Regions from separate parts of the Salmo salar genome. Here region 1 is linked to region 2. A link is a contact called in public Hi-C data. All regions are on one chromosome and are shown on one strand. The core of a region is the stretch at or near the end of the contact, and the rest is flanking DNA. Distances in the headings are between cores, read along the strand shown. Region 1 holds the start of LOC106584338 (formin-binding protein 1-like). Region 2 overlaps LOC106584338 (formin-binding protein 1-like).

Region 1 (3,926 bases), core at 1,419-3,918, 87 kb before region 2:
TGGATATATAGAGTTGGAGGTAAAGAAAAAAGATGAAACTAGGACATTAAAACACTGGCAGAATTCTTTCATCCATATTCATTCACATAAAACATGTATTTTAAAGTATAAATACCATTCTAAGACCACTGTCTTTCTGGATGTTTTAAAAGGTTTGTAAATAGTTATTTCTGTAAGGAATGTGAATTGAAAGGGTTTTGGTAATACCTATGAAAGTGACAGTTTCTACACTGGTATAATGGGTATAATGTGTGGTAGTTGCACACCTCCCTGCTGAATTATGTAGAGCTGATTTGGGCCAGTTTATATATTTTTTCATGATCTTTTGTGAAAAACCAAATTTTCACGTAGGCTTTGTGCTAGCAGTTTAAAAGAGAAAGAGAGCAAATAGCATAGGGACAGCCTGGTTGAAGTCCAAGTTTTTAATGGTTAGTGCCAGTAGAATACAGGGGGGTTCATATACAGTTCAGAGGCAAATCATAATGTATGCATTTAGCCCAAAAACCAAACCAAATATACTTCTTATATTAATGCTTTTTTTGTTATCCACCCTCTGGTATCTTGCAATACCCATGGTAATATATATATATATATATATACACACACACCTATGTAGATATTCCATTAGAAATCAGCCATTTCCAGGAGTTGTTCAATTTGATAAACTCTTTGGTTAGTGTCAGTTGATCTCAAAAAGTATTTGTATAGTTAGACAACCTTACATTTAAAAATATATAGTATATAATAAAAATATATAGTATATACTGTACGTACACCACTGTTCAAAAGTTTGGGGTCACTTAGAAATGTCCTTGTTTTTGAAAGAAAAGCACATTTTTTGTCCATTAAAATAACATCAAATTGATCAGAAATACAGAGTAGACACTGTTAATGTTGTAAATGACTATTGTAGCTGGAAATGGCTGATATCTAATGGAATATCTACATAGGTGTACAGAGGCCCATTATCAGCAACCATCACTCCTGTGTTCCAATGGCACGTTGTGTTAGCTAATCCAAGTTTATCATTTTAAAAGGCTAATAGATCATTATAAAATCCTTTTTCAATTATGTTAGCACAGCTGAGAACTGTTGTCCTGATTAAAGAAACAATAAAATTGGCCTTCTTTAGACTAGTTGAGAAGCTGGAGCATCGGCATTTGTGGGTTTGATTACAGGCTCAAAATGGCCAGAAACAAAACTTTCTTCTGAAACTCGTCAGTGTATTCTTGTTCTGAGAAATGAAGGCTATTCCATGCAAGAAATTGCCAAGAAACTGAAGATCTCGTAGAACGCTGTGTGCTACTCCCTTCACAGACAGCCCAAACTGGCTCTAACAGAATAGAAAGAGGACTGGGAGGCCCCGGTGCACAACTGAGCAAGAGGACAATTACATTAGTGTCTTGTTTGAGAAACAGACACCTCACAAGTCCTTACCTGTCAGCTTCCTTAAATATTACCCGCAAAACACCAGTCTCAACATCAACAGTGAAGAGGCGACTCCGAGATGCTGGCCTTCTAGGAAGAGTTGCAAAGAAAAAGCCATATCTCAGACTGGCCAATAAAAAGAAAAGATTAAGATGGGCAAAATAACACAGACACTGGACAGAAGAACTCTGCCTAGAAGGCCAGCATCCCGGAGTCGCCTCTTCACTGTTGACATTGAGACTGGTGTTTTGCGGGTAATATTTAAGGAAGCTGACAGGTACTACAGGTTACTATTCAATGATGCTGCCAGTTGAGGACTTGAGGCATTTGTTTCTCAAACTAGACACTCTAATGTACTTGTCCTCTTGCTCAGTTGTGCACCGGGGCCTCCCACTCCTCTTTCTATTCTGGTTAGAGTCAGTTTGCGCTGTTCTGTGAATGTCTGTTGAATGTCCGAAAGTGTGAATATAAAACCAACTACTGATATTTACGGTAGACAGACATAATATCAGCAATATGACAAATCATTTGGACTGTGTGCAGAAAAGTTGCTACTTACATTGATAGGCAACTGTACATGATCATTTAGCTGCGTAAAATATATTAGACGCGTTTACAAAATAACTCCGCCTATAGGTGTTACACGATTAACGTCTTGACAGAAACAAAAAGGATCCCTAAATGCGCCTATCTGATTGGCCTGTACCCCATACATACCACTAAATGGCGCCATTTACTAATCAATAAAACAGATTAAGCTTGTTTATCAATCGCAGAACTCATAGCCGTAGGTGCAAATCATTAAAAAAAGGTGACATTAGTCTCCTGACATTGCCCACTAAATGTATATTTATACATTAATTATATTCAACAGTAAGAGTTAAATAAATGAAAGGTTAATTACTTATTGTGGATAACTTTTGAGGCCAAATTATTCTAACCAAATCATCAAAGTGATTGTTGTGACAACTGATCAAATGGTCGATAGCAGCTAATATTAATATTTCCGCAGCTAATATGAATATTTCAACAAAATTCATGAATTGATGATACAATTTATTCAGAAAGTCTTCCTCTTCCCACCAAATTTTTGGAATTTAAAAAATACCGTGCATCAGCATAGTTCTAGCATAGTTCTAGAATAGCTAATTTAATTATTTTATGTGTTGAATTAAAATTATATAACTATTTTGTTGATTACTAAATAATAAGGAATAACATGCATGCATTTAACATTTTATTGGCGAACCTGAACCTCCCGGTTCTCTGAATCCTAGATCCCAACTTCCTTCGCTAGAGCTGAATTTAGACAGCTCTTCAGGAGTGAGCACCACAGACGACGGCAGACGATTGGAAACGCATCATTGGCGAGTTTTGAGCGGGGAATACACTGACAATCTGGGGGTTTAGCAACCAGGGGAGTCCACAATGACTTGGGGAACGGAGCTTTGGGTAAGTTTGCTATTGGTATAAACCATGTTGCTCTCTTCTTTGTTCTTGTGTGGATAACACGCGTGCCAAAATTTAGCACGAATTCGATGAAGGTGCTCGGTTACCTTAGCATTGTGTAAGCTGCTAGCCAGCTAAGCCTGGCATGCACCTTTACCATAGTACTACAGACGGTAAACAATAGGCAAGGCGTGTAGAAATGTCCGCCAGGCAAAAGGGATAATTTGCGTATCTTTGTCTAGTACTTGTTATCACAACACTGTCTCTGACAGGCGCTTGATTTATCAGTTATTGTTTTATGTTTGAATAGGGAGTCTATCACACCCTCTCTTAGTTCACACAAGACTAGCAAGCTAGCTAACGTTAGCTATCCCCAAAAAAGGTGTAGACAGGAGGGTACCGCAAGTAACCCCCTGTACTATTTTCTCTCAATGCTTTTATGGATCTTATGGCTACCCGCATTAAACAATGCACGTACACATTTCGTTTAACTTGGTTTTAAAGCTCGAGTTTGTATTTATTTATGTCTGTTTCCTCGCTGGGTCTGAGTGACTCTTCAAGCTGCTTGACCAGCATTGTTCCGAGTATGCAAGGAGATTGCGCAAGTCAAATAGTTAAACAATAGTAGACTTGAGGAAATCAAGCATTTTTCTTCTCCCGAATATAACAAAACACGACCCACCCATTGAACAGACGTGGGGGGGCTTATTCCAGGTACGGTCTTTGTCATGTTCTGTCTGGTCTGGCTTGCCCTCTGACAGCCAGGCCCCTGGCTACATCACCCGGCTTGCCCAAGCGGTTTATCGTCCAAATTATTTTTGTGACTATATCTAGCTACCATGTTACTGCAGCAAAAATCTGTTAAACGTTTTTTTGTTAGTGAGAACATAATCTTCACCTATTAAAATATTCCTCACCAGGGACATTGAACTCCTGTGACATGTATTCCAGTTACATGGGTGTTGCCCATAAAACGTTTGGTCACCACCAGTATCCTACCAATGGGGCAGCTTCTCCCCCTAATCATTCTAAAATGTATAGTTGTGAAG
Region 2 (4,138 bases), core at 1,468-3,967:
TCTGGTCTCTGCTAGTATAATTCTCGTAGGTTCTTGCTATGAGAAGGTCTCTAGAGACCACGAGTGATTGTGTCATTGTAACTGGACAGTGTCCTGATGCGATTTCAGGCTCCGTCACTGGAGGACTTCAGCCATCTGCCTCCCGAACAGAGACGCAAGAGGCTGCAGGCTCGGATCGACGAGCTCAGCAAAGAACTACAGAAAGAGGTGGACCAAAGGTAGGCCATGGGAAGACTTACTTTAAACACTGATCTGTGTCTCTCTTATACTGTCCACATTTCTGCTTCATTAGTATTTCATTGACATGTCGGTGTCGTTTGTTAGATTGTTTATGTACTACGTGTTCACATTGTGACTGAATGTATGTTTGTGAAGAGATGCACTGAACAAGATGAAGGATGTGTATGAGAAGAACCCTCAGATGGGAGACCCACAGAGCCTCCAGCCCAAGATCTCTGAGACCATGTGCAACATGGAGAAACTGCGCTCCGAGATCCACAAGAATGAGGTAAGCCTCCCCAGCCAAGAGCCCTGAAGGAAGGAATGGGTGAAGGGGAGCGGAAGAAAGGCATCACAGTACATCTGGAGAAATAGTGACAGGGCGACGGTTTCCTGTGCCGAGTTAGCCCCCTCTGGAGGATGACTGTATGCCCTGCTTCCCTTTGTCAACAGAACACTGAGTAGAACAGGATAGGAGTTCTTTGAGAGTCCGAGGGTTACATCTACTACACTAATATTGAAAGACTGGTTGAACGATGGCATATCCCGGATAAGAATGAGTGTATCCATCGTGGGGTTATTAACAGCAATATGAATGTTATGACTCTTTCTACCTCTTCATTTCCTTTTCTCTCTCGCTCTCTCTCGCTCTCTGTCTCTTTTTGTCTGTCTCTCTCTGTCTCCCTCACACACACAGAGCTGGCTGTCAGAGGTGGAGGGGAAGGTGAGCACCAGAGGAGATCGAAGACCCAGTGCCGACGTCAACCATCACACACCCCATGGCAGAGAGAGGTCAGAGGGCACAGAAACACGTTGTTTATGTGGTAGTAATAGATTGTAGACTAGAAGAAGTAGTAATAGTAGTAACATGTTCCCCTGGGCCATAGCGTAAATTGAACAAATCCAATCTAACAGGTTTACCAGATGTCTGCATATAAATAGAATGACACACCTTGTTCTTTGTGTCTTTAAAGCTTAACATGGGTGGAGTCGTAATAGTTTTTCTAAAGGAAAATGACTCGGATGGCTCAGTCAGTCTGTCTGGAGCAGAATCCTACAGCTTGAGTGGCTGAGATGGCACAGACTCTCTCATCCGTCTCTTCTCTCCACCCTCTTCTTCTCCTCTCCTCAGCCCTGAGGGCAGTTACACAGACGACCCCAGCCAGGAGCACCGCAGCCCCCCTCACCAGCCAGACCCCCGACAGGCCCACCAGCCAGACGAGTTTGATGATGAATTTGACGACGACGACCCCCTCCCAGTCCTTGGCCACTGCAAAGCGCTCTACTCCTTTGATGGTATAGTACAGCCAAGCCAGTGGTGCGCTCTATGCAGTTCACTGTCTTACTGTGTGGTGACACTGTGTGTGGTGGGTTGGGCATTTCAACTAGCGATATTGACACAAACACTGGAGCAGTTTTTAGTATTTGCATGAATGTGAATATGGCATGTTGATGATGTGATGTGGTATTTATGGTTCTTTCTCTGTGCGCTAACAGAATGTCTTTGGTCTGTGTTGTGCTGTTGACCCCCAGGTCAGAACGAGGGAACACTGTTGATGAAGGAGGACGACGTGCTGTTCATCATCGAGGAGGACAAGGGCGACGGCTGGACGCGAGCCAGGAAGCAGAGCGGAGAGGAGGGCTATGTGCCCACGTCCTACGTGGAGATCACCATGGAGAAGAACAGCAAAGGTGCGGTCACCTACATCTGATCTGACTACCAGCATGGACTCATATCATAAGCCCTCTTCTTCTGGGGAGTGCTGGTCCGAACAGCAGGTCCTCTTTGTTCACTGTGTGAGCTCACGGACAAACAAACACTCTACAGTCATGCTATTGTAGTGACCCTACAAGGAGCTCTGTATCAATGAATTAAGCCATGTGTGTCTGCTCTATGGCAAGGGGACTCATCACCCCTTAGGGCTGATTCATTTTATTTAATATTTCAAAAGAGATTTGTTGTTTCTGTTCATGTATCTTTTTTTTTCTTCTTTTTTTTTTTTAAGAGGTGGATGTTAAAATGCTCTTCTGATTTTAAGATCTTTCTACTTTGGATCAAAGTGATTTGGAAAATAGGAAAATTGACTTATACAGATTTGACCCATTGTATTGTCTCTATGTTATCAGTCAGCTGTTGTGAGTCTCGTATGTTAAGTACTCTGCTCCACCTATTAAGACATGAATGCAGTAATACGGTCCCGGTAAGAAGTGGCCTAGTCTGTGCCTATATGACTCATACCTCCCACTACCATACTACCCTTTAAGATAATTGTACACTCCTTCTCTCTTCCTTTGATTTGTATGTGTGTGTGTGTCACAACAATGCTGCCCTCTGGTGGTCAGGCCTACATTACACCCAGGGGCGTGGTTCTTCAGTGTGTACTACTTACTGTCCACTATCTGTCTCTGTCCTAGGGGTCGGTACAGTAACTCCTCTCCTTTCTCTCTCTCTCTCCTGTTGGACTGCAGGTTCCTGAGTGGAGCAGTGTGGCGAGGTCTTTGGTGGAGGGTACATGCTGAGTCTGGTGGAGCTAGTGGCAGACAGGGCTTGACTTGGGAGGGGAGGGGGTTGGCAGGTCACATGTTTGCATGCACACATCCATGGCCATTAACATCATTCCATAGCAGCGGAGAATCCTGAGGTGGTAACTATGCCTCTGTAGGAGGGGAGTGTTCTTCTAAACTGTGTCTGTCTATACACAACACAGAGTAACCAATCCACTGCAGCATACCAGCAAGATCAGGGACCAGGGAGGGGGCTTATAGTTAGCGACTCGCAACATCTTTTATAATGAGAGATAAGCAATGAATACACTACTAATACACTACTCCACTATTACGCACATCTTAATGTTGTATTTCTGCTCTTCAGGCAACGTCCAGCACTAACAGCCTGCCTTGTTGTTGCATTGTTACATTCTCATTCCGTTCTTGAGAATGTCTGCCTGACTGCTACTCGCCTGCGGTCGCCTTACCTTAACGTGCTTCAGCATGTCTGTAATATGAACTGTCATTACGTCATACAGGAAGGAATGCAGCGTCTTGGATGTAACTCTGTGGTCGCCCACGCCGCCCGTTCGTTCACTTCTAATCTTCCTGTCTGTCTCCTTCATTCATCCATGATTTTGGTTTCTTTTGTCTCTCCGTTTCTTTTCTTTCTGTGTTAATCGAAACATTCCCATCATGATGTGCGTGTGTTGAGCGTCACCTCTGTCATGCTGTTGTTCAGTAACTCATGTGGCGCGGCATGGCCACTCAGATCAGAGTAGGAGCAGTACTACTCTAGAAACAGCATGCCTGCCCTTACACTACCACTTCATCCCCTCCTCCTCAACCCTGCACCAGCACCGCAGACCGGGGGAAGGCAGCATGCCAGCAGAGGGCCCTCCTCCCTCACCAGCCAGTCATCACACAGCACCTCAGGCTAGGAAACCTGGAGGCTGACCTGAGACAAATGACAGGGGATCCACCCGCAATTCAACAACAACACTCCAACTCTCCTTGCAGTCTCTGCCTTAATACTAACTCTGGGAGTGGGGATGGACCTGCTGATTTCTCTTCCATCACTCTCTGCCGCACACAAGGGCTCCAACCGACAAAGTCTACGGTGGCTTGCTGTGGTGCTCCTCTGGGCCCCACCCAGACTCCTTCTGCGTCTCTTCTCCTCGGTCTCACAGGAGCATCCTGGGGCCTTGCTGCGTGCGGTCTCCACGTGAAAGAGTGTTGCATTCCCATAACGTTCCTGTTTCAAGCGCATATTATGATTGTGAATGTGATTTATACATATATAAACATGTGTATGCATATTAATGTGTGTATGCATATATGTAGTTTGTTTTATTACTAAATTGTATGTATTAACATCTCTTTTATTTCATGCTGAATGTGTTTTTATTGTGACTTTTTATAGGGTTTTTAA

The links. Hi-C and Micro-C count contacts between places; a contact is called where the count stands out from the background.
Region 1: a Hi-C map of gill shows a contact between it and region 2, with 7 times the contacts expected there. The contact joins the promoter of LOC106584338 here to the enhancer-like site in region 2. A contact is called at or near these places in 2 of 3 Hi-C or Micro-C datasets (gill and muscle).

Annotation. Positions count from the first base shown.
Region 1 is chrssa23:27,922,599-27,926,524 of Ssal_v3.1, reverse strand. LOC106584338 (formin-binding protein 1-like) reads left to right here and starts at 2,668. Exons shown (of 16, transcript XM_014169521.2): 1 at 2,668-2,880. The coding sequence starts at 2,857.
Region 2 is chrssa23:27,835,405-27,839,542 of Ssal_v3.1, reverse strand. LOC106584338 (formin-binding protein 1-like) reads left to right here. Exons shown (of 16, transcript XM_014169521.2): 11 at 109-218; 12 at 376-508; 13 at 917-1,011; 14 at 1,352-1,515; 15 at 1,753-1,911; 16 at 2,689-4,138. The coding sequence ends at 2,696. Among protein-coding and RNA genes, the nearest start is that of LOC106584338, 86 kb to the left of the region's middle. Within about 2 kb of position 2,717, at least 1 of the 13 cell types and tissues checked has an H3K27ac peak or open chromatin away from gene starts, as enhancers often do. A contact at or near this core is called in gill, where this site is marked.